2 separate regions of the Pan troglodytes genome follow, and region 1 is linked to region 2. A link is a contact called in public Hi-C data. All regions are on one chromosome and are shown on one strand. The core of a region is the stretch at or near the end of the contact, and the rest is flanking DNA. Distances in the headings are between cores, read along the strand shown. Region 1 holds the start of NAA10 (N-alpha-acetyltransferase 10, NatA catalytic subunit). Region 2 holds the start of PLXNB3 (plexin B3).

Region 1 (5,644 bases), core at 3,043-5,542, 170 kb before region 2:
TGGCTCATGTCTATCATCCTAGCACTTTGGCAGGCTGAGACGGGAGGATCGCTTGAACCGAGGACTTCAAAACCAGTCTGGGCAACATAACGAGACCTGGTCTCTACAAAAAATTTTAAAAAATTAGCTGGGTGTCATGCACACCTGTAGTCCTAGCTACTCAGGAGGCTGAGGCAGGAGGACTGCTTAAGCCCAGTTTGAGGCTGCAATGAGTTATGATCACACCACTGCACTCCAGCCTGGGCTGGGCAACAGAGCGAGACTATGTCTCAAAAAAAAGGCCGGGCACGGTGGCTCACGCCTGTAATCCCAGCACTTTGGGAGACTGAGGCAGGTGGATCACCTGAGGTCAGGAGTTCAAGACCAGCCTGGCCAACATGGTGAAACCCCATCTCTACTAAAAATACAAAAATTAGCCAAGCGTGGTGGTGGGTGCCTGTAATCCCAGCTACTTGGGAGGCAGAGGCAGGAGAATTGCTTGAACCCAGGAGGCAGAGGTTGCAGTGAGCCGAGATCGCACCATTGCACTCCAGCCTGGGGGACAAGAGCAAGACTTGGTCTCAAAAAAAAAAAAAAAAAAAAAAAGAGTACAGATGCTGCTGAGATCTATGAGGCAAAAAGGGAAATGGGGGCCCAGCAAAGGAGACAAGAATCAGTGGTGACGCAGGAAGAAAACCAAGCCAGGGGCTCCCTGAAGCCCAAGTGCTAGGAGCAGAGTGATAAGCTGTCTTGACTGCTGCCCAGGAGGCAACTCGAGCTGCTGAACACAGGAAAGGGCATGGCACCCAGTGGAAAGGGCATGGCACCCAGTGGAAAGGGCATGGCACCCAGTGGTGGCAAGGCCTGGGTGGTGAATGAATGAAGATTCATCATGCGTTTCTAAAGCCACGACTCCGACTCCACTGGTGAACCCTGGTACTGCGAGGACTATAGCAGGGGATCTTATTCTGGGGTCTGTGAGCTTCGAAACCGGGGGCGGAGAATCACATCTTTATTTGTACTAACCTCTAACTGAAACTAGCATTTGCTGCCATTATGAGTGGAGGCAATGAACCACATTGGTAATAGAAGTGCCTGGCTTTGTCACCGATAGAAATCCAGATGTGTTTATATTGCATTGCAGTTAGAGAGACATCTGCAAGTATCACATATATTCATCACTACTTCCAAAGCAGCAGGGTTGTTAGACCTGCAGCTATATCTTAATATTTAATGCATTCATAGAGTGTGTGTTAGGGGCCACCAGTTCTAACTCAAAAATGAAATTGAAGGAATACATTTTAATAAGATATAGATGACATTAAACAATTACGAAAGTTATAATCAACAGGTAAATCAGCTGGGCATGGTGGCTCATGCCTGTAATCTCAGCACTTTGGGAGACTGAGGCGGGTGGATCACCTGAGGTCAGGAGTTCTGGACCAGCCTGGCCAACATGGTGAAACCCCGTCTCTACTAAAAATACAAAAATTGGGCTGGTCGCGGTGGCTCACGCCTGTCATTCCAGCACTTTGAAAGGCCGAGGCAGGCGGATCACTTGAGGTCAGGAGTTCGAGAACAGCCTGGCTGACATGGTGAAACCCCCATCTCTATTAAAAATACAAAAAATTAGCCGGGTGTGGTGGCGGGTGCCTGTAATCCCAACTACTGGGGAGACTGAGGCAGGAGAATCACTTGAACCCGGGAAGCACTCCAGCCTGGGCAACAGGAGCAAAACTCCATAAAATAAATAAATAAATAAATAAATAAATAAATAAATAAATTAGCCGGGCTTGGTGGCCGGTGCCTGTAATCCCAGCTACTCAGGAGGCTGAAGCAGCAGAATCACTGGAACCTGGGAGGTGAAGGTTGCAGTGAGCTGGGATCACGCCACTGCACTCCATCCAGTCTGGGTGACAAGAGCGAAACTCCGTCTTAAAAAAACAAAAACCAAAAAACCAACCAACAAACAAAAAAACAGGTAAGTCATTATGCATCAACCAACATAACAGAATACAGAAGGCAAAAATCCAGACATTGAAGGAAATTCTTCTTTACCTTCCTGTGTCATGTCAAGCAGTCAAAAAATAAGTAAGGACTTGAACAATGTAACTCAAAAGATAGAATGAATACACACAGAACTAGTTTTTATTTATTTATTTATTTTGAGACAGGGTCTCTATCGCCCAGGCTGAGTGCAGTGGCACAATCATGGCTCAGTGCAGCCTCAACCTCCTGGGCTCAAGCGATCCTTCCACCTCAGCCACCCAGGTAGCTGGGACTACAGCTGTGTGCCATCACGCCCAGCTAATTCTTTAATTTTTTTTTTTGTATAGATGGGGTCTCACTATGTTTCCCAGCCTGGTCTTAAACTCCTGGCCTCAAGTGATCCTCCCGCCTCGGCCTCTCAAAGTGCTGGGATTATAGGCGTGAGCCACTGTGCCCAGCCCAGGACTAGTTTTACTTCCTACAAAGAAGAATACACCAACTCTTATGGGCCACCATTTAAAGAGACATTTTCATAGTGGACTTCAATGTAATTGATTCCATGATCCTTTTGAGAAGGGGCTGAACTGACAAGCCTCCCTGAGACAGGTGCCCCATGGAATGCTAGTGGAGAGAGAAGGAAAGAGAGTGGAATGGGCACTGGGCAGGGGCAGAGGGAGGGGGAGATGAGTTTGGGACCAATGGTGAGCCAGCACAGGAGTCAGATGAGATTGTGCATCTACTGGAAGACAGGCCTGTGAAGCCGGGAATGGGAGCTCCAAGGGAGTCACTTCTTAAGAGTTTCATGACAGGTCGTCGCCTCCATCAGGGTTCTTTGTTTCTTTTCTTTTCCCTTTTTTTTTTTTTTTTTTTTTGAGACAGAGTCTGGCTCTGTTGCCCAGGCTGGAGTGCAGTGGCGCGATCTTGGCTCACTGCAAGCTCCGCCTCCCGGGTTCACGCCATTCTCCTGCCTCAGCCTCCCGAGTAGCTGGGACTACAGGTGCCCGCCACCACTCCCGGCTAATTTTTTGTATTTTAGTAGAGACGGGATTTCACTGTGTTAGCCAGGATGGTCTCGATCTCCTGACCTTGTGATCCGCCCGCCTCGGCCTCCCAAAGTGCTGGGATTACAGGTGTGAGCCTTTGCACCCGGCCGGGTTCTTTGTTTCTTTGAATCAACGTAACCACGACTACAATCATGATAGAGAACTTTTTTGTTTGTTTGTTTGTTCGTTTGTTTGTTTGAGATGGAGTCTCGCTCTGTCACCCAGGCTGGAGCGCAATGGCGTGATCTCAGCTCACTGCAACCTCCGCCTCCTGTGTTCAAGCTATTTTCCCGCCTCAGCCTCCCGAGTATACTGCTGGGATTACAAGTGCGTGCCACCACGCCCGGCTAATTTTGTATTTTTAGTAGAGATGAGGTTTCACCATGTTGTCCAGGCTGATCTTGAACTCCTGACCTCAGGTTATCCGCCCGCCTCGGCCTCCGAAAGTGCTGGGATTACAGGCGCAAGCCACAGCGCCCGGCCCGATAGAGAACGTTTCTACACCCCAGGGCAGAGTTCTTTCATTCCATCTAGCAGTGTCTCATCCCCTTGCCCAGTCGGTTATATAGTTGTAGCCTGCCTGCTGCGCCCACCCCTGCTTTCATCTTTGTGGAGGACGCAGTGTCGCGGTTAAGATCGCTGGTTCTGGAGCCACGTCACCTGGGGTCAACCCAGGCTCTGACCCCTGGTAGCGATGCAGTGGCATCTGGGCGGGTCCTGCAGGCGCTAGCTGTCACTGTCTCTGTTATTCCAGTTTCGCGATCCCGAGTACGGGGAATGGTTTGGCTACCTGAGCCGAGAGGGCAAGGTGGCCCTCTCCATCAAGGGAGGTCCTTTCAAAGGTGAGTGGGGGAGAGGGCGGGGCCGCAGGGGTTGCGCCTCTCGGCTGCGCCCGGCCCGCACTACCTGCCCGCCTCTACCCGCAGGCTGCTTCCACGTGCCGCGGTGCCTAGCCATGTGCGAGGAGATGCTGGGCGCCCTGCTGAGCCGCCCCGCCCCCGCCCCCGCCCCCACCCCCGCCCCCACCCCCGCCCCCACCCCCGCCTGCCGAGGCGCGGAATAAAGGCTGAGTCCGCTCCACCTGCGGCTGTGCGCGCGTCTGTGGGCTCGCGGGAGGGGGGCTGCCGCGCCGAGGGAGGGGCCGGCTCCAGCTCCGGGGCAGCGCCCGCCCCGCCCCCAGGCCCGCCCCGCGCTGACCGGCTCCGCGCATTGGCCCGCCCCGTGCGCTGGCCTGTCCCGCGCATTGGCCAAGCGGCCGGGAGGACGGGCCCGGCGGCCGTGCACTTCCGGCCGGTGGCCGGCCCGGCGCGCACCGCCCCTTCCGCCGTCGCCCAGCGAGCCCAGCTCCGGTCCCAGCCCCGGCCGTCCCGGCGTCGCTTCGGAGCGCGGCGGCAGCTGACTGCGCCTTCACGATCCGCTGGGACCCGCGAGCCCCGCCGCCGTTATGAACATCCGCAATGCGAGGGTGAGCGCCCGGGGCGGGAGGCTGTCCGCGCCGCGTGGGCGCCGGGCCGGGTGGCTGCTGCGCATGCTCCCGAGGGCCCCGGCCGAGCCCGGCCCGGTGGCCCTGAGTGTGCCTGCGGCCGCTGGACCTATGGGGCTGGCCCAGCCCGCCGAAGAGGCCGGGGCGCGGGGCCGGGGCTGCGATTCCCTCCTGTTTGCGTGATGTCGGGCCTCCGTTGGGTGGGCTCCGGGGACCTCCGGGGCGCCCACTCCTGTTCCTGTGCTCCGGGCGTTGTGCAAAGTCAGATCGTCACAGTGCCTGCCCAGCCCCGAGGGAGGGGGGCCGAGCAGACCGACGGGGAGCAGGGTTCTCACCCGTGGTCACCGCCGCCTTAGACTGAGCGCGTTCCACTGCCCTCCTTCCCTGCAGCCAGAGGACCTAATGAACATGCAGCACTGCAACCTCCTCTGCCTGCCCGAGAACTACCAGATGAAATACTACTTCTACCATGGCCTTTCCTGGCCCCAGGTGGGCAGCTTCTGAATTTGGGCATGGGGGAAAGCAGGCCGAGGAAAATCCCATCTGGCCATCTTGGAGGGAGTGGACAAGTCTGTCAGAGCCCAGGGGGCTGTATGGTCGGTGGCGTCCCGGGTGTTTTCAGCTGGCAGACAGGGGCAAAGGAAAAGAAGGCGCCTGAAGGGGGCAGAGAATAGGGGCAGGATCCCCACTTTGCGTCTTCTTTCTGGGTATGGGCAGGGCACAGTGTGGCGAGGGGGAGACCAAGTCACTCAGCCCAGAGGTCATGAGCCATCACACAACTCGCCACTCGTCCAGTTTGTGTCCCTCTAAAGGGCTCTTCTAGCTCCGACATGAAGTTTTCTCACTCTGTTTTCCTCTCTGTCACCAGCTCTCTTACATTGCTGAGGACGAGAATGGGAAGATTGTGGGGTATGTCCTGGCCAAAATGTGAGTCACCAAGGAGGAAGACAGAAGCTACACGTGTCTGGTGGATGCCTCTGTGGGCTTTAAAAAAAATGAATAGGCTTCTTCTTTTCAGTACAGTTGAAAGTTTATAGAAAAATTGAACAGAAAGGACATGGAGTTCTTACAGCACCCCTCAGCATCCCCTCCCTGCCAGCTTCCTCTGTTAGTAGCATGTTGGATTTGTGTGGTCCACTTGTGACAAGTG
Region 2 (5,253 bases), core at 2,486-4,985:
TGCCACTCACAAGGGGCAGGGTGACGCAGCGCGACGTGACGCCGTACTCCACGGTGGCTTCCTCTGCGCCGCTGGGGCCCCGGCCGCCCGCCGTGTAGCAGAGTCTCCGGGCCTGCTCCATGCTGGCACCCAGCTCCACCATGGGGAAGGCACAGAGCGCCGCCTGGGTGCCCCTTGGGCCCGCGGCAAACACCCCTAGCAAGGTGCCCGGGGCAAGGAAGGCGGCCTGGATAAGGCCCTGGCCCTGGCAGGCGAGGGGGACCTCCACGTAGGAGTACAGGTTGGTGTCCCCCAGGCAGACGCGGGCCACGTAGGAGCGGTACTCAGCCTGGGCCCGGGCCCCGCGGCGGCGGAACACAAAGTAGGCGGAGCGGGCGTCGGCAAAGGCCCCGACGTAGCTGTTGTTGTAGTCGGAGAAGTCGCCCACCACCAGGCGGCCCAGGCCCTCGCTGGAGAAGGGCTGAGACCCGGCCAGCTGGCGGATGGCCAGGGGTGGCACCCCTGCCGACAGCTTGCCCGCCAGCCCTCTGGCCACAAGCAGGAGGTCCCGGCCGGGCAAGGGCACCACCAGCCCCACCGTTGCCACTCCCGGGGTATTGGCAGCCACAAACTGCCCGTCACCAGGGTCCTCAGCCTGGTACAGCACCTCGGCCACATCCCCAAGGCGCCGTGTCTCACACACGCCCTGCCGCACCTGCCCACAGGCCACCAGCTCCTGGGCGCGGCTGCTCACCAGCAGCAGCTGGTTGGCATTGTCAGTGAGCTGGGCCTGTGGGCACTCGGCTGGGTCACGGAAGGGCACGCAGTCAGGGCTGTCGATTACAGGGCCAGTGACAGCCACGGCCTCGAGCTGCAGCTCGGGGCTGAGCTGGAAGAGGCGGTTCACTGCGCCGACATAGAGTGTGCCTCGGCCAGGTGCCAGTGCCAAGTGGTTGAGAGTGGTATTAGGTGCGGAGAAGCGATGGGCCCCTGTCAAGGGCAGTGGCGGTGGGGACAGCAGCAGCAGGAGGAGGCAGAGGCCGAAGGGAGGCCAGCGAGCCATCACGGGGGCCTGTGAGAGGGCACAGGTCAGGGCAGTGGGAGCGCAAGGCAGATAGAGGACCAGAGGAAGGTGGAAGGTGGGGTGGACAGAGGCCAGGGTGCTCAGGGCCAGGGAGGGAGGGAGGCAGAGAGATGGAGAATGAGAGAGAGTGAGCGGAGACAAGGAGACAGAGGGGGCACAGAGAGAGGGGGACATAAGGAGGGACAAAGACAGTGTCCAAGAGCTGGAGCAAGAGGCAGGGAGGGGAGCATGCGCGCACGCACAAGCACACAAGGACAGAATTCTTTCATCTCCTACTTTATATGCATGTAGATTGTTGAAGGGGGGCAGGTCCTGGAAAGCCACAAGAGCGCTAACAGAGGGACTGTGAGTCACAGAGGGGGCAGGGATGGAGAGAGGGCAGGGGAGGGAGGGAGGCCGTGGGAGCTGGAAGGCTGGCGGAAGCTGTGTCACAGCGCGCCCCTGCGCCCGCCACCCAGACAAGAGAGATCTAAGTGGGGTGAGAGGAGTGAGGCCACCGTGTGCCCCAAGGGACCAGACAGGGAGAGAAAACCTGCCTTGGGCAGCCAGGGCCGGCTGCAAGGAGGAACCCTCCGCAGCTGGGGGAAAGAGCCAGGCAGCTGCGGGCTGAGCAAGGAGCAAGTCAGCGAAGAGGCAGGGGTGAGCTCCATGCTGGCGCCCAGCTCCAGGGCGAGGAAGCACTGGGGCAAGGCAGCGGGGGTGCTGGGAGAAGCCAGGGGTGTCAAGAGACAACACAGGCTTCAGGGGTGCGGGGAGGCCTGCTCCTGCCCCATGGGCCCCAGCAGTTTGGGTCTCTCAGGGGCTGGCACAGGGGGCCTCAGTGTGGGAGTGTCCCAGGAGAAGAGCAGACCAGGAGAGCTGGCTGGGGGAGGGGTCAGGGAAGGGGCAGGGAGGGGTGCCAGACTGGAGATGGTTCCTGGGTGTGTCTGGTGGGACCCCGGGGTGAGCCCCCGAGGGTGAGAGGTGGGAGCAGCCCCTGCTCTGGCCCCTCCTGCCCTTCACAGAGAGATGCTGCCCTGGGTGTGTGGTCACATGCCAACCAGGAGTGGGGCCGCTGGGACTCAGGGCAGAGCAGCGCCTGGAGGAAGGCCCAGGAGCTGCTTATCTCAGGAACACAGGCAGGAAGAGCACGGACACTTCCTGCGGACCCCGGGCTATCTGGGGCAGTGTCTGCCATGAGGGAGGCTGCAGCCTGTATGTCCTGGGCCTGGCCACAGCCATCCTGCCCTACCCTGCCCCTCCCAGGAACATTTTTGGGGACACCGGGCCTGGGCACTTACCATGAAGTGGTGCAGCAGAGGGATCTCCTGGGCGGCGTGGCACATACGCTCAGTTCAGCTGCCCCAGGGCAGTGGCGATGGGCATGAGATGGCTGCGGGGGGGCATTGTCCTGAGTGGGAGGGAGACAGTCGAGGCTCAGCCCCATTCGAGCTGGCCTGGGGAAGGAGGGGCGGCGGTGGGGGTGGCGCCCAGGGCCTGGCGACCGGGCTCCCTCACAGCTGGCAGCTTTGTCAATAGTGGCCAGGCCAAGGCAGCCCTGCCTCCACCACAACAATGTTCCCTCTGTCCAGAGGCCAGGCCAGGGCCCCACTCGCTAGTGCTGTCACCCCCACTGGGCTGTTCTGGACAGGGGGCTCCTTGCCACTTCCCACCCTCAGGGAGCCACCCCCGGGATCCGGGGACAAAGGGCCGGGGTTTCCTCCAGCCAGCCCTCCCCCTCTGGCCCTGCAACCCCTGTGTCACTAAGCATGCCCCTCCCTGGCTCCCCGGGTCCCTGTGAAGGGCACGGGGTGGGCCTTGGAGCCCCTGCAAATGCCGGCTGGTAGCCTTGGGGCCTGGGTGAAGTGCCAGTCCTGGCCCTCAATGCCTGCCTTTGTCCAAAAGATCTTCCTCCACACCCCCAGCCCAGCCCTGCCCCTGGGGACTGGTGAAGTGGTGCCAGGTACAGCATGGTGGCAGTGAGCAGGACCACGGGAGGAGGCTGCTTGAGATGGGCTGAGGCAGAGGGTCCACAGGCCGGGGCTGTCCACCCCACCCTCTGAAGCACCGTCCTGCTGGCCTAGATGCCATCCATGCAGGGGATGGGGAAGGGAGGGGCACCTAGCAGCTAGACCCCCTGTCACCCTCACAGGCCACCCTGGCCAGTGGCACAGGAGCAGGTGCACTGGGGATGGGGTCTCTGCCTCCCCCACAGCACGGCAGCAGTAGGCTCCAGGGCAAGGTGGCAGTGGGCTGCTGCCACCTGGCTGGGCCAGTTGGGTGGCTGTGGGGGTGGGGAGCCAGGCGGGCAGCCTCTCTACCCTGTACCCTGCCCGAGGCTGGCGTTGGCTTTCCCATTTCGGGGAAGAAACATGGTTCCCCACCTCCTAACCCCAGGGCTACCACTTGGGGGACACCGTGCTCCCAGACACCTAGTGCCGTCGTCAGGCTGGGCCGACACCCGAGGGCTCTTGCCTGACCCCAGCCAGTTGGCCCTGAGACCCTAGCTTCTCCCTGGCCCAAGCACACCCTGATGCCTTGCCCTGAGGCCTGGTAGCCCCTGCACCCCAAGCCCAAGCCCAAGCCTGCCCCAGCTCTTGCCTACCTGGTGGGCCACCAGCGAGGGCCAAGTAGCAGCTGGCGGTGCCAGGAGCACGTCTCACAGAGCCCCAGCCTCCCTCCCCACAATGCAATCGTGCCCAGTCCGACTCATCCCAACAAGCCTGGCCAGGCAGCCCAGCCTCTCTCCGCCCGCCCCTTTGCCCAATGGCACAGGGCAGGATGTTGCTGCCCTCTGCTGGCCGCAGCGGGCATGATGGCGTACTGACCGTGGGCACCTGGCAGGTGAGAGACGGCAGCGCCCTCCTATTGGGTGGGCATTCCATAACCTGGCACGAAGCACCTACTGGATGCCAGGCTTGGGCTTGGCACTGGCACCATTCGGAAACAAACACAGGTTGGGAAACTGAGGCACAGGAGGTTAGGAAACTTGAATAAAGTCACACAGCTAGTATGTGGCAAGGCTGAGTCAATCACAGGGCCCCTTCACTTAACCGTCAGGCTACATGACCTTGAACCATGAACCTTGGCAGGCGTTGGGCAGGAGATGGAGCTGAGGCCTACCCCAGGCCAGGCCTGCACGTGACATGCCCACGTGGCGTTGAGGAAAAACCAGTGTTTCCCACCGACTGGAACACAAGGTTGGTCAAGGGCCGTCTCCCAGGGTGTGGCGGAGGTCAGCAAATCAGGTGGGGTCTTTGTAGCCAGGCTTGAGAACTTGAACTTGTCTCGCCATGGGCAACTGCAAGCTGGTGGCACTGGGGCAGAGAATGTGGGGAGGCCTGGTCCAGTGGTGGTCATGGGCATGGAGAGAGGCGGGCGCGTTCTAGAGGCGCTCTGGGGAGGCAGCATTCTGAAGACTGTGCGTTGGACCCAGGGCAGGAGGTGAAGGCAGGAGAATCCAGGCGACCCTGGGGCTTTTCTGCTGGGGCACTGTTCCCCCTGTGGCAGGGCCATCCACAGAGGGGCTGGCGGAAGTGGGAGGACGGTAAGACTGAGGGGCCCATGAGGGAGGAGGAAATGGTGATGGGGCTGGGGAGGCCTGGGGGTGAGAAGCTTGGCTCAGGTGGCTGGAGCCCTGGGGGCGGCCAGGGTATAGGGCCAGGTGTTGGCCCTGGAGCTCAAAGGCCCAGCAGACTCGGGGTATGGGTGCTTCCCTGAGCAGCTGTGTCATTCTTTCCAACCTGCATGGAGAGAAATGGGGCACAGAGGTGGGTAACTTGCCCAGGGCCATGACCTGACGTTGTTTCTTCAGAGTGCATTCCACAGAGATGGGATTTGAACCTGGGCATTCTGGCACGGGCCACGCTCTGGACCACTGGGCCCCAGATCCACAGCTTCTCACCTGCAGCCGCTGAGGATGTGGAGGCAAACCAGGCAGGCCCATGGGAAGGACCACCAAAAAGCGAGTGAGCAGCCGGTGAGGGGTCTCTCCCCAACAGGAAGGCCAGGCAGCCTTGAAGGAGCCAGGGAGGGATCTAGAAGCTCCAGGAGGGGAGGCTTGGGGGAGCCAGCTGGCCTCTCTCCCTCTCCCTGTCCTTCCCCCCATGCCTACCCCAACACACACACACATGTCCTTGCTGGCCCCGGATGAGACAGACGCCTGCAATCTGGCATGGGGAATGGGTTTCTCCTTCCTTTCCACAGAAGAA

Evidence for each region. Hi-C and Micro-C count contacts between places; a contact is called where the count stands out from the background.
Region 1: a Hi-C map of stem cell-derived neural progenitor cells shows a contact between it and region 2, with 2.9 times the contacts expected there. The contact joins the promoter of NAA10 here to the promoter of PLXNB3 in region 2. A contact is called at or near these places in 2 of 7 Hi-C or Micro-C datasets (induced pluripotent stem cells and stem cell-derived neural progenitor cells) and 1 of 1 datasets of contacts at active chromatin or transcription factors (stem cell-derived excitatory neurons).

What each region holds. Positions count from the first base shown.
Region 1 is chrX:151,402,276-151,407,919 of NHGRI_mPanTro3-v2.0_pri, reverse strand. NAA10 (N-alpha-acetyltransferase 10, NatA catalytic subunit) reads left to right here and starts at 4,292. Exons shown (of 8, transcript XM_016944567.3): 1 at 4,292-4,476; 2 at 4,885-4,983; 3 at 5,363-5,421. The coding sequence starts at 4,456. It overlaps RENBP (renin binding protein), which reads left to right. Exons shown (of 9, transcript XM_063804730.1): 8 at 3,766-3,853; 9 at 3,938-4,163. The coding sequence ends at 4,074.
Region 2 is chrX:151,228,638-151,233,890 of NHGRI_mPanTro3-v2.0_pri, reverse strand. It overlaps PLXNB3 (plexin B3), which reads right to left and starts at 3,735. Exons shown (of 35, transcript XM_016944543.3): 1 at 3,648-3,735; 2 at 2,344-2,453. The coding sequence starts at 2,388. It overlaps LOC134809295 (a long non-coding RNA gene), which reads left to right and starts at 3,746. Exons shown (of 3, transcript XR_010154694.1): 1 at 3,746-4,242; 2 at 4,479-4,589; 3 at 4,857-5,253.